2 separate regions of the Ovis aries genome follow, and region 1 is linked to region 2. Evidence: chromatin contacts called from public Hi-C data. All regions are on one chromosome and are shown on one strand. The core of a region is the stretch at or near the end of the contact, and the rest is flanking DNA. Distances in the headings are between cores, read along the strand shown.

Region 1 (6,514 bases), core at 1,513-4,012, 150 kb after region 2:
GAGGCTGGCAGCCTGGCCTGCTGAGCTCGGGGAGGAAGCCCGGCCCCACGACCCACCATGCTGCACCCTCGTCCGCACGGCGGCCACCGGCACGTCGTAGATGCGCTCGAGGTAGTTCCTGAGGTCCACTCTGCTCATCCTGGGGCAGGAGGGGAAAAGGGGGGGCTCTGAACAGGGTGGAGAAGAAAGGAGCCTGCCGGGCGGCACGAGCTGCTGAGTGCAGACACTGGGTGGGAGCCGCCTGGGAGGCCGGGGCCAGGCCCCGCTGATGCTGCAGTGGCATCTGGGCACAGCGACATGGGGGCGACGGGGACCAGCCCCCAGGGCTCCGTCCTGTTGCCCTGCCTGGGGGCCGAGCTGGCGAGCGGAGGGGAGGGGTTGTCTGCGAGTGCCCTCTGGCTGCTGGGAGCCACCCGCTCCACAGCTGCCACCCTGTCCACAGCGAGCCCCCCCACCCCCCCGGCAGGCGTCTCCCAGAAAGGATGGCCAGGGCGGTGGTGATGCTGTCTCCTCTGTCCCTGACAGGGCCCAGCCTCTCCTGCCCTGGTCTCTGAAGCAGACGGCATGACCCTCAGTTCCCATGGAGGCTCGAGCTGAGGCCAGAGCCCCGAGGCCTCAGTATGGGGTGCGGAGAATCTGTGTCTCCTCAGCAACGGGGGCCTCTGTGAAGGACCCACCCAAGGGCGGAGGCTTTGGGAGCCAGGGTCAGAGCCCAGCCTCCTGGGAAGGGTAGCCAGGCCGAAGCAAGGAAAGGAGCTGGGTCTCTCAGGCTGGACTTCCCCAGGGTGGCGAGGAGCCCAAGGCGCCCTCAGCCGAGGCTCTGCACACACCAGGCCTTGGTGCAGGGCTGCCAGTAGTTTCTTTGTGGTGGGAAGAACCTCGCTGTGAGTGGGGTCCAGTGGCACCTCCAGGGCCGTGGGCCTCTCGGCCTGAATCCCTCTGGGGCGGGGGAGGCTTACTCCATCGGGATCCGGAACTGCACAGTATCCTCGGGCTGGGCCGTGCCGGGCCGCACCAGCCGGATGAAGAAGTTGGTGCGGAAGACCCGGAGCTGGGGGTTGCCCAGCTGGTACAGAGGGTACCTGCAAGGGCGGGGGGGTGGGGAGAGGGGTCATGTCAAACGCCCAGAACACGAGGCTCCCGGGACGCCCCGACAGGGTCCACAGGTCATCACGCCCACGGGGCTGAGGGGCCAAGGGGGCAGTCACCCTCAGGTCAGCCCTTCCCTCACGCGGTATGGGGCAGCCAGTCCCGTCCCCAGGGCAGCGTGGCCTGCTGACCCTCAAGGTCGGCCTTTGGAAAGAACCAGTGAATGATTCACGAGCGGACGACGTGCCCACCCTGCCCTGTCAACAGGCTCAGAGTCATGTGTTTGTTCAAAGTGCCGGCTGCACAGGCACACAGCCCCTTCGTGGCTGTCCCCCCGGAACGGGCCTCCAGCTCCCTTCCGCTTAGGTGAGGTGGGATCAGTCAGAACCAGCTTAATCTGCACTGGCTCAGTGCCGCTGAGAGGACAAGGACGGGGCCACCTCCACTCCCGCCCCCCCCCCCCCGCCCCCCCCCGTGCTGGAAGCACCAGCTCATCCTTGGCAAGAGTGAAGATCAAACGATAAAGGGTGAGCAAACAGGAAAAACAAGATAAGGGGCTCAGGAAGGCAGCGAGCAGGTCACCAGTTACACGCTCACTGCCCACCTCCCTCACCCCTCAAACCCCCAAAGGGGGGCAAAGACATCCAGAATGTATGGGCAGCCACCACCTGCGGCTCCAACCCACCCACTCCAGCTGGACCTACGCACCCTTGGGTCTGGTGGGCGAGGAGGGCCACACTGCCAACCGGACCCAACCAGGCCTCGGGGCTCATGGTCCAAGGAGGTGGGGGTCCAAGGTTGGCAGGGCCTGTGAGGCGTCAGGGGTCCACTGGGAGCCCAGGGGAGGTGTTTCGGTGAGGGTGGGGACAGGGGCTGACGATGCCCCTGGGTCCTGGTGAGCAATTTGCAGCAGGGCACACGACCTCTGATCTGGGGGAGCAGCAAGCAGGAGGGAAGGGAAGCTTGGTGAAGCCAAGTCCCACGATGCCTCTGGGCCTTACAACTCTGGGGAGTAGGACCCGGCCAGAGGCCGAGGTCCTGGGTGGGGCATCCTGAGGGTGGCAGGGCCTGAGGGCCCTGACACAGGCTGGGACGCCCGCGGGCAGGCCAGTGATGAGCTGAGTGCCAGCTGACGTCGACTGGGGTCTCCTGGTGACCCCGTCGCACGTGGCAGCTGCCGGGACACCAGCAGCAGCACCTCCCGACAGCAGAGCGTCGGGCGCAGGGCGGGCGGGCCGGCGTGCCCGCCCACGGCCGAGCCTCGCCCTGTCCTCGTGGGGGCCGGGCCGGCGAGTGGCCACCGGGCTCGCCTCTTCCCCCTGGTGACCGGCCGCGGGCACTGCAGGGGCCACGGTCCGGGCCCCCGGGGAGCTGCCGGGGCGGGGGGCGCGCGCAGCCCGCGGGGCCCGAGGCCGGCGCGGCACCGGCCTCCCGCCCAGCTTCGCCGAAGGCCAGGCTCGACCTCGGGGGAGGCCCGGGCCCCGCGGGCCCCGCAACGCCCCCCGCCCCGCCCCCACGGGAGCCCAGACGCCGCGCGTCCCGCCGGGGCCCCGAGTCCCGACCCCGCGGCCCGGCGCCGCGCGCCCAGCCTGGGGGCGGCCACGCCCCCGACCCCGCGCGCCGGGACCCCCCACTCACAGCACGTTCCGCGCCATCGCCCGCTTCCGGGGCCGCGGCCGGAAGGAGGGGCGGGCCCTACCTGGGCCCGCCCCCCGGCGCAGCGCCCCCTGGCGCCCGGGAGGGCGCGCGCCGCCCGCACACCTGGGCCCCACCTGGGCCCCAAACCCTGCACACTCAGCGCCCTACCTGTGCCCGGCAGCACACCCTAGTGCCACCAGCCCCACACGCCCTCCCTCCGCTCCGGAGCCCAGCGCACCAGTGGACCACCACGGACACCCCTGCGGGTGCCCTGTGACTCCAGCCTAGTGCCCAGGGACGCTGCGGGCCACCCCCCACCCAGAGCCTGCCACCCTTCCAGCTGGTGGCCCAGGTGGGAGACTGGGGAAGCGGGGAAGGTGTGAATTCGTGGGAGGCCCCAGTCAGTAAAGGATCTGCCTGCCGACACAGGAGACCTTGGTTCAATCCCTCAGCTGGGAAGATCCCTTGGAGAAGACAATGGCAACCACTCCAGTGTTCTTGCCGGGAGAATCCCATGGACAGATTAGCCTGGTGGGCTACAGTCCATGGGGCGGTAATAGCTGGACACAACTGAGCGGCTAAACCACCATCTCTCTCCACCTGGCCCCGGGAGCTACTTCCCTCTACCGCCCTACCCCAGTCCTTCTGGCCAACTCCTCATGCCCTGAGACGCCCCCCAGGGACCCCACAGCCATGCCTGCCCCCCTAGCCTCCCTGAGGCCATTGGCTTCTCCAGGTCGCAGCTGGCCCGCCCTGCTTTCAGTCTTGGCACAGCCCTCACTGGGGTCCCGTCACAGAGCGGGATCAGAGACCCTCCGTTGCTCCCCCCACCCCCAATTACACACAACAGTAGACCCGGGGGGAGCAGGGCCCCAGGCTGGGGGTGGGACGGCAAGGAGGCAAGAGCAGGGGAGCCTGGGAGGGCGCAGGGGCTGCTCCTGGGGGCCCCAGGGCGGGAAGGGGCTGGAGGGCCCCCCTCACCGTCATGCTTGGTGGGGGAGGCCCTAAGTGGGCTTGTCTAGGATGAAGAAACCGACGGTGGGGCGCGGCTGCTGGGGGGGTCAGCTGTGAGTGGGGGGTGGTGTGCCTGCTGGGGAGGGCAGGGGAAGGCTAGGCAATGTCTGGCTGCAGCCAGGGCCCAGCAAGGCTGACGGTGACCGTGGCAGGGCCCTGGAGGTGAGGAGAGGGCAGGAGCTGGAGGACGGGGGTCCCCCAACCTGGAGGCTGGGGAACTTTCTGTTTCATTTGTAAAGCTTTGACTCAGCAGCCACATGCCAACCCAGAGGTCTCCAAGTTGCTCCTAACGTGGCTGCAACACACGGATGGGAGACGGCGTGGGTCGGCGTCCTGCTGGTCCTTGGTAGGCGATGCTCTGATCAGTGAGGCTGAGAGCACGGAGGTCCTCAATGGGGTCTCAACGGTGCGGACCCCACAACACTAGACCCCTTCTCTGATTGCCTGCCAGCTGGATCCTTCCCCTTCCGGCCTAGGATCTGTGAGTGTGAGGTGAGTGGGTCTCGACCCCCACAGCCCGGGAAGCCCGCGGGTGGCCTCCCACCCCACTTCCCCCACACTCCCCCCGGCCTGGGTCATCACCTCCCCGCCTTCCCAAGCAGCACACAGCTTCGGGGGCTGAGTCTGCCAAACAGAGGAGAGGGTGCCAATTAAATTCAAAGCTCAGATAAACAACTGTCTTTATTGTTTTTTAATAGACTCTTTAAAGAATGATTTTAAGTTTATAGGGAAATTGCTGAGAAAGTACAGAGGATTCCCATACACTCAGCTTCTCCTGCCCCTCAGCCTCCCATAGCATCAACACTTACACTAGCGTGACACACACGTGGCAGCCGATGGAGCAACGCTGATGCATTGTTGCTAGCTGAAGGCCATAGTGGGCTTGGAGATCCGCTCTTGGTGGGCATTCTACAGGTTTCGCCAGATGCTCAGTGACCTGTGCCCAAGTGACAGCACCTACGGGGAGAGTTGTTGCCCAGAAAACCCGCGGAGCGGCTCCTGTCCGCCCCGCTCCTGACCCCCACAGCCGTGGGCCATCCTGCTGTCTCCGCAACCGTGGGTCTGCTTTGCCAGACTGTCCCCTAGTTAGGGCCACACGCTTGGTAGCCTTGGCAGACTGGCTTCTCTCTCTCGGCATCTACATCTCCTCTGCGTCTCTTCACGGCTTCTTCGTGCCTTTCCTTTAGAACTGAATGATACTACGTCAGACGACCGAGGATGCGATGGCTGGATGGCATCGCCGACTCGATGGACGTGAGTCTGAGTAAACTCCGTGAGTTGGTGATGGACAGGGAGGCCTGGCGTGCTGCAGTCCATGGGGTCGCAAAGAGTCAGACACGACTGGGCGGCTGAACAGAACTGACCTGTAAGGCCATCATCGGAGGTACTGCGGGAAGGTGCCCACGCCCCCACTGAGGGGCACCCTGATGGCTTCCCATGTTGGCCGTGATGAATAAGCTGCCGACTCATCCAGGAGCAGGTTTTTGCAGGGACTGAAGTTTTCAGCTCTTTGGGGTTAGGAACCAAGGGTCGTGGTGGCTGAACCGCGTGGTGTGTGTGCTGCGTCGTCAGAGGCCGCCTCGCGCTCCCACCAGCCACGAGGCGGCCTCTGCTGGTGCCAGCGTTTCGGTTTGGGCCTTACAGACGTGTAGGGACAAAGTTCTTTTATTTTAGGCAAACATTTTCATGTGTTAGATCTGACGTCCTGACATGGGTTCCCCCCCAACTCCGAGCTTGGTGCCAGGGAGACCCAGCAGTGGCCCTGGGGAGGAGGCACCCCCCATGGGCAGGTGAGGATGGGGGTGGGCAGGAGCCCCCCCGGGGGGTAGCCTCCCTGCTGTGTTTTGCAAGCCAGACTGGGGAGTGGGGGCTTCTTCCTGAGAGTAGTGGGCGTCCCCCGAGGGCTCCAAGTTGGGAGTTGTGGGGAGGGAGGTAAGACAAGCCTGGAAGTGCCTTGGGGCTGCTGCTGAGGCCCACAGTGCCTGAACAGATGAAAGAGTGAGGCACACTGGACCGGCCGGGGAAGGTGCGGGCAGCAGGGGCGGAGGTGGGAGGGGCTGTGGCTTTACAGGAGGCCTTCAGAGAGCCTCTGGAGGAGCCGGCATTCCCAGGGCACGCAGAGGCCGCGTGCGAAGGCCCCCAGCCACGTGACAGAGGCAGAGGGCGGGGTGGGGGGGCGAGCCCCGGGCCCGCAGGTCTCCCCAGGTTCACAGGCCCAGAAGCTGAGCAGGTCTCCCCCTCCTGGGGTCGGGGGGGCTTCATCACAGAATACAACTGAGGAAGTCATTGGCCACTGACCGTGTGCTCACCCTCCGGCCTGTCTCCCCTCCTCAAGGCGGTGGGGGTCCTGGAGTCCCTCCCGACTCAGGGCAGGCTCTCCTGCCGTCAGCCCCCTTCCTTGGGTCTTTTCCCAGAGCTTCCCCGTGAACATCACTCCAGCAGCACAGAAGAGGGACTCGCTGTGAACATAAATGGCAAGGCCCCCACGTCCGCTTCACGGCTCTCGGGGGTTTCAGGACTGGGGAGAAAGGCAGCAGGCGCTCTCACCGGTGACGCTGTCTGGACCCCACTGCTGGGGCGCCAGGGGAGGGAGGCGTGGGCCGGGGCTGGGGGCAGCGCCAGACGTGTGGGTCTCAGGAACCTCAGCATCACCGCCTGCGCTTGTAACCTGGGAGACTCCGAATGTTCCAGAAAGTTCCGAGGGCCGTTCTGAAGAGGGAGGGGGAGGCCAGTACCCTCTGACAGAGGGTACGTGCAGTCGAGCACACGTCTC
Region 2 (6,539 bases), core at 2,858-5,357:
CACAGGGTGCCCCAAGAGCCCGCAGAGAAGCCCCTGCCAGAGGGCACCTGCCCGGCGCTTGCCAGCTGCGTGTCAGCCTCCTTGTCCCGCCTGCTGCCCCTGTGCTGCGCTGCCCGCTTGCAACCTCAATAAAAGAGAGACTCGGCCCTGAGTGCCCGCCTGGGGTCTGTGTCCATGCCGTGGGCTCAGCACACAGCCCCGGGCCCCCCTCACACTGCCCCAGTCCCGCTCAGAAGCTCCCCCGCTGCCGGCCTCCTCCAGGCAGCCCAGGGTCACCTGCTCACCCAGAGGACCCGCAGAGGGCCGTGGGAGTCGGGCTGAGCTGTCCCGTCTCGGTAGGGTGACGGCCTGGAGGCGGGGGGCTGGTCTGGGTTCCAGGGGCAGGGCTCTCAGCTCTGGTCTCCAAGGCAGAGCTGCAGGCTGGGCCCTCTGATCCTCCTACCCCACCCGCCTAGAGTGGGACCTGGGAACGGCCCCCACAAAGGACGTGCCAGCAGGGAACTCTGCTGGGCTGGCTCCGGGGGGCCTCTCCGGGCCTCAGTCACCCAGCAAGGCGGGCGGGTGCTGGATTCTGCGCTCCGCTTAGTTGCCGGGTTCGGACACAGCCTCCAGCTAGAGCCTCCAGCTTTTCCTCCAGGACTGGCCCTCGGAGCCAGCAGCCTGGGGCTTCCCGGGAGGCGGTTGGCGCCTTACTTCCTGCGCAAGGCAGACACCAGCCTGTCTTCCAGGCCCTCTCTCTCCCTCTGGTGCCCCCCATTGCCCCCTCGTACTGCCAGGACCCTGGCGCAAAGCTCTGGGGACGTTAATCCCAGAAATTCCTTCACGTTAAGACCTTCCAGGCAACACCCTCCCCTCTCATCCTCCCTGGGGGTCTGTCCTTCCAGCCGCGTCTCAAGTACCTGGTTGTGACCAGCCCTTCCCTAGTCATGTCCCACAGCCTGTGCGGCCCTCAATGGGGTCACCCCTGGAGTGACGTGCCCCACTGAGACCCCGGGGAAGGGCTGATGGCTGGCTCCCCTCCCTCCTGCCCCGCTGGGCCCTGGGCTTTGCCCTCCCCCTGGGTCTTCCCACGTCCAGCCCCTGCCCGGCACACCCCTCTCAGAGAGGCCACGGGATCTCTCCTGGCTGAAGGGGGGCTTCCAGACACTGTGATGTCCTGGGAAGGCAGGGCCCAGCCCCTTCCTTGCAGTCGGGGAGCCGACAGGGTCCAGGGCTCCCCCAGGGGCCCGTCAGGGGGGTGGGGGCACCGCAGGGGAGTAGCCAGATAACAGCTGAGGGACGTGATGGGGCTGTGGGGTGCGTCAGATGGGCTCAGCCCTTGGGGACGTCCCTGGTGGCTCAGTGGTAAAGACTCTGCTGCCAGTGCGGGAGACACAAGATCCCTGGTCTGGGAAGATCCTGTACTCCTCGGAGCAGCTAAGCCCGAGTACCGCAGCTGCTGAGTCAGTGCCCTGGGGAGCAGGCCCCCTCTCCAACTAGAGACACGAAGCCCCAGGGTGGCCAAACGCTAAATAAGTAAATAAACGTATCAGAAAGAAAGGGTCCAGCCGGGAAGAGGTGGGCAGGGGCTCCAGGGAGAGGGGTGGGGCCTAGAGGGCAGCTGGGCGGGCAGGTGGGGGCCCCTGCGGCCTCTGAACGGAAGATGAGAAGCGGGGCCAGCCTGAGGGGCCTCACGGCCGTGGGTCCCTGGGCTCAGCCCCTCAGCGTCCCCTGGGAAGCCGGGGGTCTTGCTGGGCTGTTGTGCTGGGGTGGGTGGGTGGGGCTGGGACAGTGGCCAAGGAGAGACATGCCCGCTGCCCACCCCACGGCTTGGACCATCGCTGGGGCCTCGGGGGCAGCCCAGGGACACAGCAGGGGTCCCCCTTTCGCCCCACTGCCTGGACTAACGTGGATGATGGGCCCAGGCAGGGCCGGGCGGAGGACTTCGCCCCCAGCGGTGCGAGGGGACAGCTTGGCATGGATTGGGCCCCTCATTAAGACTCTAATGACCCCACGGCCCCGAGAGGTGCTGACGGCCAAGGAGAGGCTCCCACAGCCCTGGCAGCGGGGAAATGATCCGGAAACTGCAGCCTCAGCCCCCGGGCCATCTGCCGCACTCCTGGAGGCCCTGATGAGAGGCCAGGTGGTGGCGGGCTCAGGGGCTATAAAGCCGGCAGGCCGTGGCAGCCCCCTGCCCTCAGGACCGGCTGCATTCGAGGCTGTCAGCAAACAGGTCCGTCCTTGGGCTCTGCGTCCGCCTGGGTCTGGGGCTGCTCCGCTGGGGCTCAGGGCATCAGGGCCCAGGTCCACCGAGCAGCAGGAGGATGTGCGCTCTCTCAGAGCACCCTGGTGGGGGGCACCCTGACTGGGAGCGCTGGGTTAGAGGCCCTGACTGGGGATGCTGGGTTAGGGGCCCTGACTGGGGGCGCTGGGTTGGGGGCCCTGGTTGAGGGGGCTGGGTTTGAGGGGCAGGCACTAGTTGAAGGGGCTGGGCTGGGGCCCTGGTTGAGGTGTTGGGTTTGGGGGGCAGGCGCTGGTTGAGGGCGCTGGGTTGGGGGCGAGCCCTGACTGAGGGTGCTGAGCGCCCTGCCCCAGCCTCAGCCCCCGCTGCTGCCCAGGTCCTCGCAAGCCCGCCATGGCCCTGTGGACACGCCTGGTGCCCCTGCTGGCCCTGCTGGCGCTCTGGGCCCCCGCCCCGGCCCGCGCCTTCGTCAACCAGCACCTGTGCGGCTCCCACCTGGTGGAGGCGCTGTACCTGGTGTGCGGAGAGCGCGGCTTCTTCTACACGCCCAAGGCCCGCCGGGAGGTGGAGGGCCCCCAGGGTGAGCCCCCGCTCCCCCCCCCCGGTCCCCCGGTCCTCCCGGCCCCTACCTTGGCCTCCCGCTGGCGCCCAGCAGGAAATCAAGAGAGATTTTTAAAAAGGAAGACCATGTCCTGTCCACGTCCTGGAAGGGACCAGCTCCCTAGGGGCTAAGCCATGACGACCCCCAAGGGGGCCTCACCCCATCTATCCTGCCTTCTTACCCGGGCCCCCTCGCCTCCTCACACGAGGGCAGCTCTAGGGGGGATCTGACGATGCGAGGCCAATCCAGGGGCCGAGGGTCTCGGTGGGCAGCCCTTGGTGGCGATGGAGTGGTGCCCATGGGAGACGCCCCGTCACCCGGAGAGAGGGCCCCGTCCCGGGTGGGCTGGCGGGGGGTGGAGGGGAGGGGGAAAAGGGCGCCTGGGCAGGGCCCCGCTCCAAGGCCAGGTAGGGCGGGCAGGGGGGCGTCCGCTACCTGACCATCTCCCTGCAGTGGGGGCGCTGGAGCTGGCCGGAGGCCCCGGCGCGGGCGGCCTGGAGGGGCCCCCGCAGAAGCGTGGCATCGTGGAGCAGTGCTGCGCCGGCGTCTGCTCTCTCTACCAGCTGGAGAACTACTGTAACTAGACCTGCCCCGCCGCCAATAAAGCCCTGACGAGCCCGCCGCGTCTCTGTGTGGCCTGGGGTCCCGGCGCCCTGGGGAGGGGGCGGGGGGGGAGGGGGCGAGGAGGGCGGGGCCCCCGGCCCGAGACCCCTTTCTGGTCTCACTGCGTCGGCTTTTCTGAGCTGCCTCCACACGTGCTGGGTGCACGAGGCGGGGCCCTCCAAGGTGGCGCGCTCCCGTCTTCAGGGGTCCTGCTCACAAGGTGGGCTCCACAGGGCACCTGCCCAGGCCACCACCCGTCACACCCAAGAGCCCGGGGCTGCCGGGGTTGGCCAAGGCTCCGGAGGTCAGCGGGTGACCTGGCTGTACCAAGGTCTGGTCGGCCTGCCAGCCGGCCAGGCCAAACCAATCTCCTCCTCTCCTGAAGGCGCCACCCGGGCCGGGGCTTGGGGTGGCTGGGCCTGGGGCTGGGCACCTGGGCTCCCGTGGCTGCAGACCACTCAGATGCCAGCCTGGTGCCCGGCTGGCGGGGCAGTCCTCTGTGTACCCCAAAGGCTCTCACCCTGTCACCCCCTCCTCGGGGCTACATCAACACCCCCCAGGGCCTCCAGAAGGCCCCGCCCCTTGGGGATGGCCAGGGTTGTGCAGGCAGGTGGCCGGCCGGACACTGGACCCGGAAGAGGAGGGAGTGGGGGGGCTGGGATGAGCAGTGATCTGCCCGTAGGCTCACGCAGGTGGCCCTGTGCGCGCAGATTGGGGCAGGGGTGCCCCGCAGGAGCTGAGGTATGTGGGTGCCTGGAGCGGCCTGGCAGGGGGCAACTGGGGCTGGGAAGTGGGCTGGTCATCACCAGGCTGCCCTCAAGGCCCTGCCAGCTGGTGAGACCCTGGGGACCACCTGGACACTCCCCCTCCCCCTCTGGTGCCAACAGACTCTGTAGAGAGGGCAAGGAGGCCTTTAGGGTCCCGGGGTGCATGGGGCCGTCCCAGTATGCCCTGGTGCAGGATGCCCTGGGTGACATGGGCTGGGGGCTCGGGGGAGGGGTGCACGGGGGCAAGGCTGTGGGTCACGGTCCCCCGGAGGGGCCTGCCTCCCTGCCGCCTCCTGAGACCCGTCCCAGCCCTGAGACCAGGGACCACCCCCCCCGAGTCTCTTCCACCAGCCCCTGGGCCTGGGTGATGTGGTTTTGAGCAGGAGGGCTGGAGGCCCTCCACACCCCTGGCAGGGACAAGGTCCCAGAGGCAGGGTGGCCACCTGGGCCCCTGGGGCCAGGACAAGGTCAGGCTGTATCTCCTGTGCGGTGCCCCTTGACCGCTGAACCCCAGACACCCCTGCTTCCCGGAGCCTGCACGCCCCCCGCGGCAGCCCGGCCCACGGACCTTGGCTCTGCCACCCACCCAGGCCCCGGCTCCGCCCCTTCTGGGAACTGGCGGCCCGACCTGGGCTGCCCTTGGGAGCTGGGCCTCACTGGCCCGGGGGCTGACGGTGGCCGCCCGCCGTGTCCAGCCCTGTGTGTCACCCTGGCATGGCCACGGGGGGTCCAAGGACCGAGTGCGGCCCCCCGCACACGTCTGGTTCACTCCCCCGTGTGTCTGTTCCGCATTGCACTGTCCATGCACGGCGGGGCTGGGGCTGCTCCTCCTGTGCTCCTGGTGGGGACCTGGAGGCTGGAGTCAGGCCCCCTGTTGTCCACCCACTAAGGACGTTTGCTGGGGTGGCTGCCTCCAGGCTAGACCCCAGATTGTGTCCGTGCCTGGCACAAGAGACCTGGCACCTACAGCTGGCCATGTCTGCCTTCTCCGGGTGGCAGCACATATTTTCTGTCTTGTATTCCCCGGTGGACGCTAGGATGCTGGGGTGGGCCCCTGCCCTTGAGGGCCCCAGTGCCTACTGAGGGCCAGGCCGGGAAGAGGGAGAAAGACCAGGATATGGTGGCTTGAGGTCCTCCAGAAGGCCCCGTGCAGAGCCCAGGCTGAGCCCCCAGCAGAGTCTGTGTCCAGCTAGACTGGGAGTCCTCACCTTGGAGCCCCCTTGACCCTGGGAGGGTGGGTCCCTGTGCACACCAGGCGGGCAGTCAGAGCGGTAATTTGCAGGTAGAACCAGCAGAGGGCACCAAAGCCTCACTTTTGCGGCACTTCCTTTGCGCTGGGCGCCAGTCCCAGCGGTGTGCCCTCTGCAGGGGTCTGTTGCCCCCGCTGCCTACATGACCAAGGGCAGGCACGCAGGGGCTGTGCGGGATGCCCAGCAGGCTGGCTCCCGGGGGCTCTGGAGGCCGCAAAGCTTAGGAAGGAGAGACGGTGCCCGAAGCCTCACCCCACCTGCTCAAGCCACCCCTCTAGAGCCCAGGCTCTCTGGGAGAGCAGCTGGACAAGGTGCCAGGTCCCCAGCATTCTGGACTATGTCTCCAGGAGAGTCTGACCCTCTGGCTGCAGAATCAGACCTGGACCGGGAGGCTGTGGGGGTGAACTCCCCCTCTGCCCTCTTCGCGGCTGAACAAACCCAGCCTCTGCTGAGAGTCTCCCGGGCCTGGGGGAATTGAGGCTGGGGGCAAGGGGGTGGTTGTCGCCGTCAAAGCATCCCTTGCTCTACTCGTAGCCACCTCGACCCCTGGAGCCAGAGGCTCACGCGAGACGGGGGCTTTGAGGATAGGAACCGGGGCCCAGGAGGCCACAGGCGGGGGTCCAGCTGGGTCAGGGTTCTTTCTCGTGTCCAGGTCCGTCTGCTGCCCAGTGCTGGGAGCAGAGAGAGGCCAGTTCCAGAGAGGATGTTGGGGGCAGGGGGTGGCCAGGGGTCCGGGAGCTGTGGAGAGAGCCAACAGATAAGCGGTGGGGGTGGGCACCCGCCTGCCCCTCCCTCGGTGCTGTGGTTTCTGGCTTCAGCGCAGGGTGGCGAGGCAGAGGCCCCTCCCCACGGCCCCCTCCGCAGGCAAGCGCCAGCCCCTACGCCTCAGGTCCTCAGCTCACCTCCCCCCGGGCGGTCCCCTGGCCCCTCCCCGCAGAGGCTCAAATGCCCCGCTCTCTACCACCTGCTGCTGTCCGGGATCTGACCCAGGCAGCCCATGGAGGGGTCCCCGATGCGGCCCCCAGAAGCTGGGCCTGGGATTCTCACCACACAGTGCCCACCCTCCAAGGCGCAAGGCTGAGATATGGGATCTGGGG

The links. A called contact is a pair of places that touch in the nucleus more often than the background predicts.
Region 1: a Hi-C map of liver shows a contact between it and region 2, with 7 times the contacts expected there. The contact joins the promoter of MRPL23 here to the promoter of IGF2 in region 2. A contact is called at or near these places in 6 of 16 Hi-C or Micro-C datasets (blood, hypothalamus, liver and 3 more).

Annotation. Positions count from the first base shown.
Region 1 is chr21:45,924,085-45,930,598 of ARS-UI_Ramb_v3.0, forward strand. It overlaps MRPL23 (mitochondrial ribosomal protein L23), which reads right to left and starts at 2,763. Exons shown (of 6, transcript XM_042237758.1): 1 at 2,728-2,763; 2 at 1,798-2,019; 3 at 960-1,082; 4 at 57-139. The coding sequence starts at 1,862. LOC105605956 (a long non-coding RNA gene) reads left to right here and starts at 1,361. Exons shown (of 7, transcript XR_009597874.1): 1 at 1,361-1,616; 2 at 3,981-4,233; 3 at 4,929-4,995.
Region 2 is chr21:45,770,649-45,777,187 of ARS-UI_Ramb_v3.0, forward strand. It overlaps IGF2 (insulin like growth factor 2), which reads left to right and starts at 4,108. Exons shown (of 5, transcript NM_001009311.1): 1 at 4,108-4,166. It overlaps INS (insulin), which reads left to right and starts at 2,173. Exons shown (of 3, transcript XM_027959829.2): 1 at 2,173-2,212; 2 at 2,598-2,801; 3 at 3,276-3,442. The coding sequence starts at 2,615. The coding sequence ends at 3,406. TH (tyrosine hydroxylase) reads left to right here. Exons shown (of 13, transcript XM_027959751.2): 13 at 1-151.